Regions from separate parts of the Sus scrofa genome. Here region 1 is linked to region 2. A link is a contact called in public Hi-C data. All regions are on one chromosome and are shown on one strand. Each heading gives the region's core, a stretch centred on a gene start, on an enhancer-like site or on the middle of the called end of the contact. The rest is flanking DNA. Distances are from core to core; before and after follow the strand shown. Region 1 overlaps OSBPL3 (oxysterol-binding protein-related protein 3). Region 2 overlaps OSBPL3 (oxysterol-binding protein-related protein 3).

Evidence for each region. Hi-C and Micro-C count contacts between places; a contact is called where the count stands out from the background.
Region 1: a contact with region 2 is called in a Hi-C map of liver, with 8 times the contacts expected there. The contact joins two enhancer-like sites. A contact is called at or near these places in 1 of 5 promoter capture datasets (liver) and 5 of 47 Hi-C or Micro-C datasets (fetal heart ventricle, liver and skeletal muscle).

Annotation. Positions count from the first base shown.
Region 1 is chr18:47,461,201-47,463,900 of Sscrofa11.1, forward strand. The region is part of intron 16 of OSBPL3 (oxysterol-binding protein-related protein 3); the gene reads left to right. Among named protein-coding and RNA genes, the nearest start is that of DFNA5, 62 kb to the right of the region's middle. Within about 2 kb of position 1,306, at least 30 of the 83 cell types and tissues checked have an H3K27ac peak or open chromatin away from gene starts, as enhancers often do. A contact at or near this core is called in liver, where this site is marked.
Region 2 is chr18:47,409,749-47,412,529 of Sscrofa11.1, forward strand. The region is part of intron 2 of OSBPL3 (oxysterol-binding protein-related protein 3); the gene reads left to right. Among named protein-coding and RNA genes, the nearest start is that of OSBPL3, 110 kb to the left of the region's middle. Within about 2 kb of position 1,468, at least 3 of the 83 cell types and tissues checked have an H3K27ac peak or open chromatin away from gene starts, as enhancers often do. A contact at or near this core is called in liver, where this site is marked.

The DNA of each region.
Region 1 (2,700 bases), core at 56-2,555, 51 kb after region 2:
GCGTGACGCTGCCCTTGTCCATCGTGTGAGCTTTCAGAGTTCGGGGGCGTCTTTGCTTTCTTGCCCCTCTCTGCAATGAGTAGGGGTTACTGAATGACTAATAAACTGAGCCGGACCTCTAAATTCGTATTTCGAGGTGGAATTTTATTCTAAGAACACCGAGAGAAATCCTATCTGCAACTGAAAGGACATGGAAAGAGACAAAGGTACCCAACTTTTAGCTTTTCTACTGAGTTTTCCAGACCACAGGGGCAGGTGCTTTGGAAAGCGGTGTCTCTCTTTTTCCTCCAAGCCCTTGGCCTTTGTTGCCCGTGGTTTTGGTGGGGGTGGGGAGGCTTGGAGTCATCAGGGGCAAAGGGAGTTTGCTTCAGAGTTCAGCTCCATGGAAGCTTGCCCCCAGTACATCATTTCTCACCTAAAAGACCCCAAAATTCGGGCTAAAAATGGCTCATGGCGTCAGGAAGCGGAGAAAGCAGTTGCTGTTCGAATGTTCCTTGTCACAGTTAACGAGCATCATGCTGCAGGGCGCGTTACGCTTTTCACATTTGTACGGGGTCTTCTTTGGTCTTCACATACCCCGTGTGGCAGGTGAGGCACCCGAGGCCTGGCCCCTCTGGGCTCCGGCGCCCCTCCACTGACACCCTCGGTTGCCACCCCAGCATCCTCTCTCCCCCACCTTTTTTTGGTGTCTCTTAACATAGGTTTAGTTACTGTGCTCAGAGCTGCCAGAGGCATCAGCTGCCCCTGTGAAAACAGCCTTTCGTAGACTGTTCAGACTCTGAGGTTTTGCTTGTCCTTGTCCCTTCAACTTTCATCCTCCCGACTCAAGCAGGACTTTGTTCTCCACTCCCGTTGGGGGCTGGCCAGGAGCCTTTGTGAACAAGGAACGTTCAGGAATCAATCATAAACATTCCAGTCTCATGTTCTAACCTCTGACTGTTCCACCCTCTCAGGGAGGGGTTTCCTCTCTGCCAAGAAATCTGATTCAGCCTTGGTTTTCCAAGTATGCCAGAAAGGGGAACATTCCGAAGGAAAGACTTTCTTTCCCTCCGCAGGGCCAAGTATGGTCCTGGTAGGTTACCCTCACTGATGCTCTGGCTGCCTGGCTGGAGCTTCATCAGGGACCCGCTGGCTCAGAAAATTCATTTCAGGAGTTCCCGTCATGGCTCAGGAGTAATAAACCCGACTAGTATCATGAAGATGCAGGTTCAGTCCATGGGGGCCCTCTCAGTGGGTTAAGGATCTGGTATTGCCGTGAGCTGGGGTGTAGGTCAGATGTGGCTCAGATCCCACGTGGCTGTGGCTGTAGTGTAGGCTGGCGGCTATAGCTCCAGTTCGCCCCCTAGCCTGGGAATTTCCATATGCTGTGGGTGCAGCTCTAAAAATAAAAGAAAGAGGAAATCCATTTCAGTTCACTTTGCTTCTTTTTTGTGCCTTTGGGAAAAGCTTGGTGTCTCTAAAGGATATGCAGTTAAGCTATTGTCTAAAAGTGGCTTTTCCTAATTGCCTGGCGCTTCAGGCGTCAGATCACTGTTCGAGTCATTTTAACCATTATCCACCCAGCCACCTGCTGTTGAGTTTCTGACAGAAAAGCTGAGCAGAGTTGTTGAAAGTTACTAAAAGGTAAGAGATTCAAATGAAGTATTTTTTCCTTTGCTTCCTGGCTCAGCCTTCTTCTTTTTCTGTTAATCATTAGAACTCTGAACACACATTCTTGGCTGGACTTGAAAATACCATACCTATCACCTACCTCTCTGCACACCCACCTGACCCTCTCAAGAGTCCTTTTATTTACTAGTAGGCAGGGTTGTTTACTTCTGATAAAAGTGGCAGCTTATTTAAAGACTTTATCAAGGGGAAATTCAAGCTGTTCAAATAAAACTCGGAATTCTTGTGGCTCAGTGGTTAATGAAACTGATTGGCATCCATGAGGATGCCAGTTCGATCCCTGGCCTCGATCCGTGAGTTAAGGATCCGGCATTGCCACTGCTCAGACTTTGAGTTGCTGTGGCTGTGCTGTAGGCTGGCAGCTATGGCTCTGACTTGACCCCTAGCCTGGGAACCTCCATATGCCGTGGGTGCAGCTCTAAAAAGACAAAAAGACAAAAAAAAAAAAAAAGGCAATAAATCAACTGTAAGGTGACTCAACCAGTGCTTTCCCATTTTTAGGTCAAGTCATTATTTAACTTTTTTTTTTTAAAGAAATTGTGTTTATCAAAGAAAACTCTATGCTTAACTCTAAACTTAGTGGAAGAGAAAATAATTGGCAACTGTATTTTCCCCAAAACTGGGCCTTGGCATCATCCTTAAGAGCTTCCTTCTATAATCCACATGCTACTCATCAGCAAATCCCAAGGTCTTCCTTGCAAAGCCAGCCAATGTCACTGCCTCTGCTGCTGGTGCTGGCCACTGAGCCTGGCATTGATGACCAGGCTTGTGCAGTAGTCTCATTAACCAGTCTCTTGTTTCCATAGCCTGTTTCTCACCCAGCAGCCAGATTATCTCTCTCCGGATTCCCCAAGTCACGTGGGATCAAATCTCACAGTCCACGAAACCCTCCTGGACGCCGCCCCGCCCCGTATCATGCCCCCTCCCACTTCCCCTCACTCGGCTTCAGCCACACTGGCCTTTTGGGCTTTTCCTAAAACACACCGAGCATTTGCCAACCCTGGGCAGCGGCTGTGTGTTCTGACCTGGACA
Region 2 (2,781 bases), core at 218-2,717:
AGACATTGCGTTGTGTTCATTTTTACCTTGCATGGAGGGTAGGACCTCATGGGATCCCGAAAGTGATTGTAGAAGGGGAGGAGTCTTGGGAATCAGAGTTGATGAGAGCAGTGGGGGGTGATGGGGAAACAGAGAGGAAAGGACGTAGAAGATACGCATTTTAAAGATGAAACCAACAGAACCTACTTATAAAAAATAGTAAAGCCCTTACAGTTTCAAAGTGAGTTCACCACAGTGTGGCTTGGCCTGGCATTCCTGCTCACAGAATTGGTGTCGAGATCAGCAGGGGTTCTTAACTACATCATACCAATGTCCCCTTTTTTTTTTTTTTTTTTTGCTTTTTAGGGCCACACCTGTGGCATATGGAGGTTCTCAGGCTAGGAGTCCAATTAGAGCTGTAGCCGCTGGCCTACACCACAGCAATGCCACATCTGAGCCACGTCTGCGACCTACACCATAGCTCATGGCAACGCCGGATCCCTAACCCACTGAGCGAGGACAGGGATCAAACCTGCAACCTCATGGATGCTAGTCGGATTCATTTCCATTGTGCCATGATGGGAACTCCAGTTACCAATATTTTAATGAACACTTTGGTCTCCTCAAATCATTATTAATATATTGACACATGTAATCTTGAAAATATCAACATAATGCTTTACTTTAAATAAAGGAAAATTCAAAGAGAGTAGTTAAAAGTGTGCATTACAATATATAAAAGCCCAGACATGACTACACCGCAAGACATGAGGAGGTGGTCAGATACCCCTATAGACAGGGTGACAGCTACTAATACAGACCCATAGAGATGTATTAGTAACTCACATGTCACAGGCGGCATGACCTTCAGTGACACTATTCTTCAAAATGGTGACTGACTTGGTAAAGTCCCAACAGGAAGAAGTACAGTCTTCCCTTAGTAATTCAGCAGTTGTTGCAGTCCCAAGAATTTAGCTATAGAAACCATGCAAAAATACTTCGATAAGTATGTGAAACAGAGTTAAGTTCTGTGCTCAAATAATTATAAACAGTTTTTACCAGTGTTCCGGCTGTGATGCAACAGGATCAGCAGTGTCCTTCACAGAAAAAGTTTGCTGGAGTTCCTGCGGTGGTGCAATGGGACGCGGGTTCAATCCCAGCCCAGTGTGGTGGGTTAAAGGATCCGGCATTGCCACAGCTGCTGCATAGGTTGCAACTGCTGCTCCAATTTGATCCCTGGCCCAGGAACCCTCGTATGCCACGGGGCCACCAAAAAAAAAGAAGAAAAACAAAAAAAGCAGGTTTTACTTACAGAAGGTGCTTTGAAAAATCTTGCAGATGTGGGACAACTTTTGCATTGTGCAAGACTAAGGCATTTTGCAACATCTCACGTTTTTTGGTCCCCAGCCATTAGATGCCAGAGAGCGCTCACCTACCCCCATCAACCAGCAATGCCCGCAAGATTTCACAACCCCAGGGAACAGTACTGCCCTCACCGAGAACCACTGGCTGCATGCTGGTTCTCAGGTTTCCACCGCATGACTCAAGGACAGTGACAGATAAGGAAGCTGGGAGGGGGAAAATTTGGATGTTGAGCCAGAAAAGCAGCTGGCTGCAGTGCTTTAGTCCTCAGTCAAGGAATAAAGTCAGGTCACTTTCATAAATTCTTCAGATCTGGTCTTCCAACCTGGTTAGAGTTTCAAGGTCTGAGACTAGAGAGGCGATAAAATGGGGGTGGGGGACAGTTATTTTGTAGGAATGAATGCAAACCATGATAGGCTTATTCCCCTTAAGAGCCAGCAAACCCAGTCTAGTCCCCTGCCCTCCCCATGGGCTCATCAATAGGCATACACTGTGTCTCAAGAATTCGAGAGAAAGCTGGTTCTAACATGAATTCTTGAAACATTTTTGAAATTTAATCTTTGTTATCCTTTCAACTACAGGTATGATCTTATTCCCCACCGCTTTTTTTTTTTTTTTTCAGTTTTGTAAAGCATGCAATAACGTCTAATCCCTCTTGGCATTTGCAGTTTGCACAGTTGAATGTCTTGAGCAGATGTGCTTGCTGGTCTAGCACCAGCACTCTGCCTATTGCCTTCTGCTTGGGAGGCTTAAATCAAATAAAACTAAAAGGTTTGATTTCCTTGGGTCCTTTTCAGAAGATCTTGAGCCTTAGATTTTCATTTAACAACGATATAACGCACAGACACCCTCTTTCACAAATGTGAATGGGCTGTATTTGGTGTGTCAGTACTCATTTGGCCCAAAGGTATTGGACGTGCTTCAAAGGGCAAGCCAGTGAAAACATTCCAAGGACATAAAGCTGTTTGCAACCTTAATCCAGGACCATGTTTGCCCTTTTGTCAGTCACATGCATACTCTTCACAGGACAGCAGGTTAGGCACGTGAGGACATCAGAAGTGAACTATGAGTTCCCTTTGTGGCTCAGCGGTTAACAAACCTGATTAGGATCCACGAGGACGCGAGTTTGATCCCTGGCCTCTATCAGTGGGTTGAGGATTCGGTGTTGCTGTGAGCTGTAGTGTAGGTTGTAGTTTAGTAGAGAAAAAAGTGCACCCCCCCAAAACGAAAGGAGGAGAAAACAACATTTCTGGGGAAAGAGGATGGAAATACTTACTGCAGAATCTTTTTTTTTTTTTTTTTTTTTTTTGGTGGGGGGAGGTCAACCTAAATTTTAATAGGTGTTCAATGGGAATAATCCTATCTACCCTCTTATTTATTTTATTTTTTATTTTTTTATTTTTTTGGTCTTTTTGTCATTTCTTTGGGCCGCTCCCACGG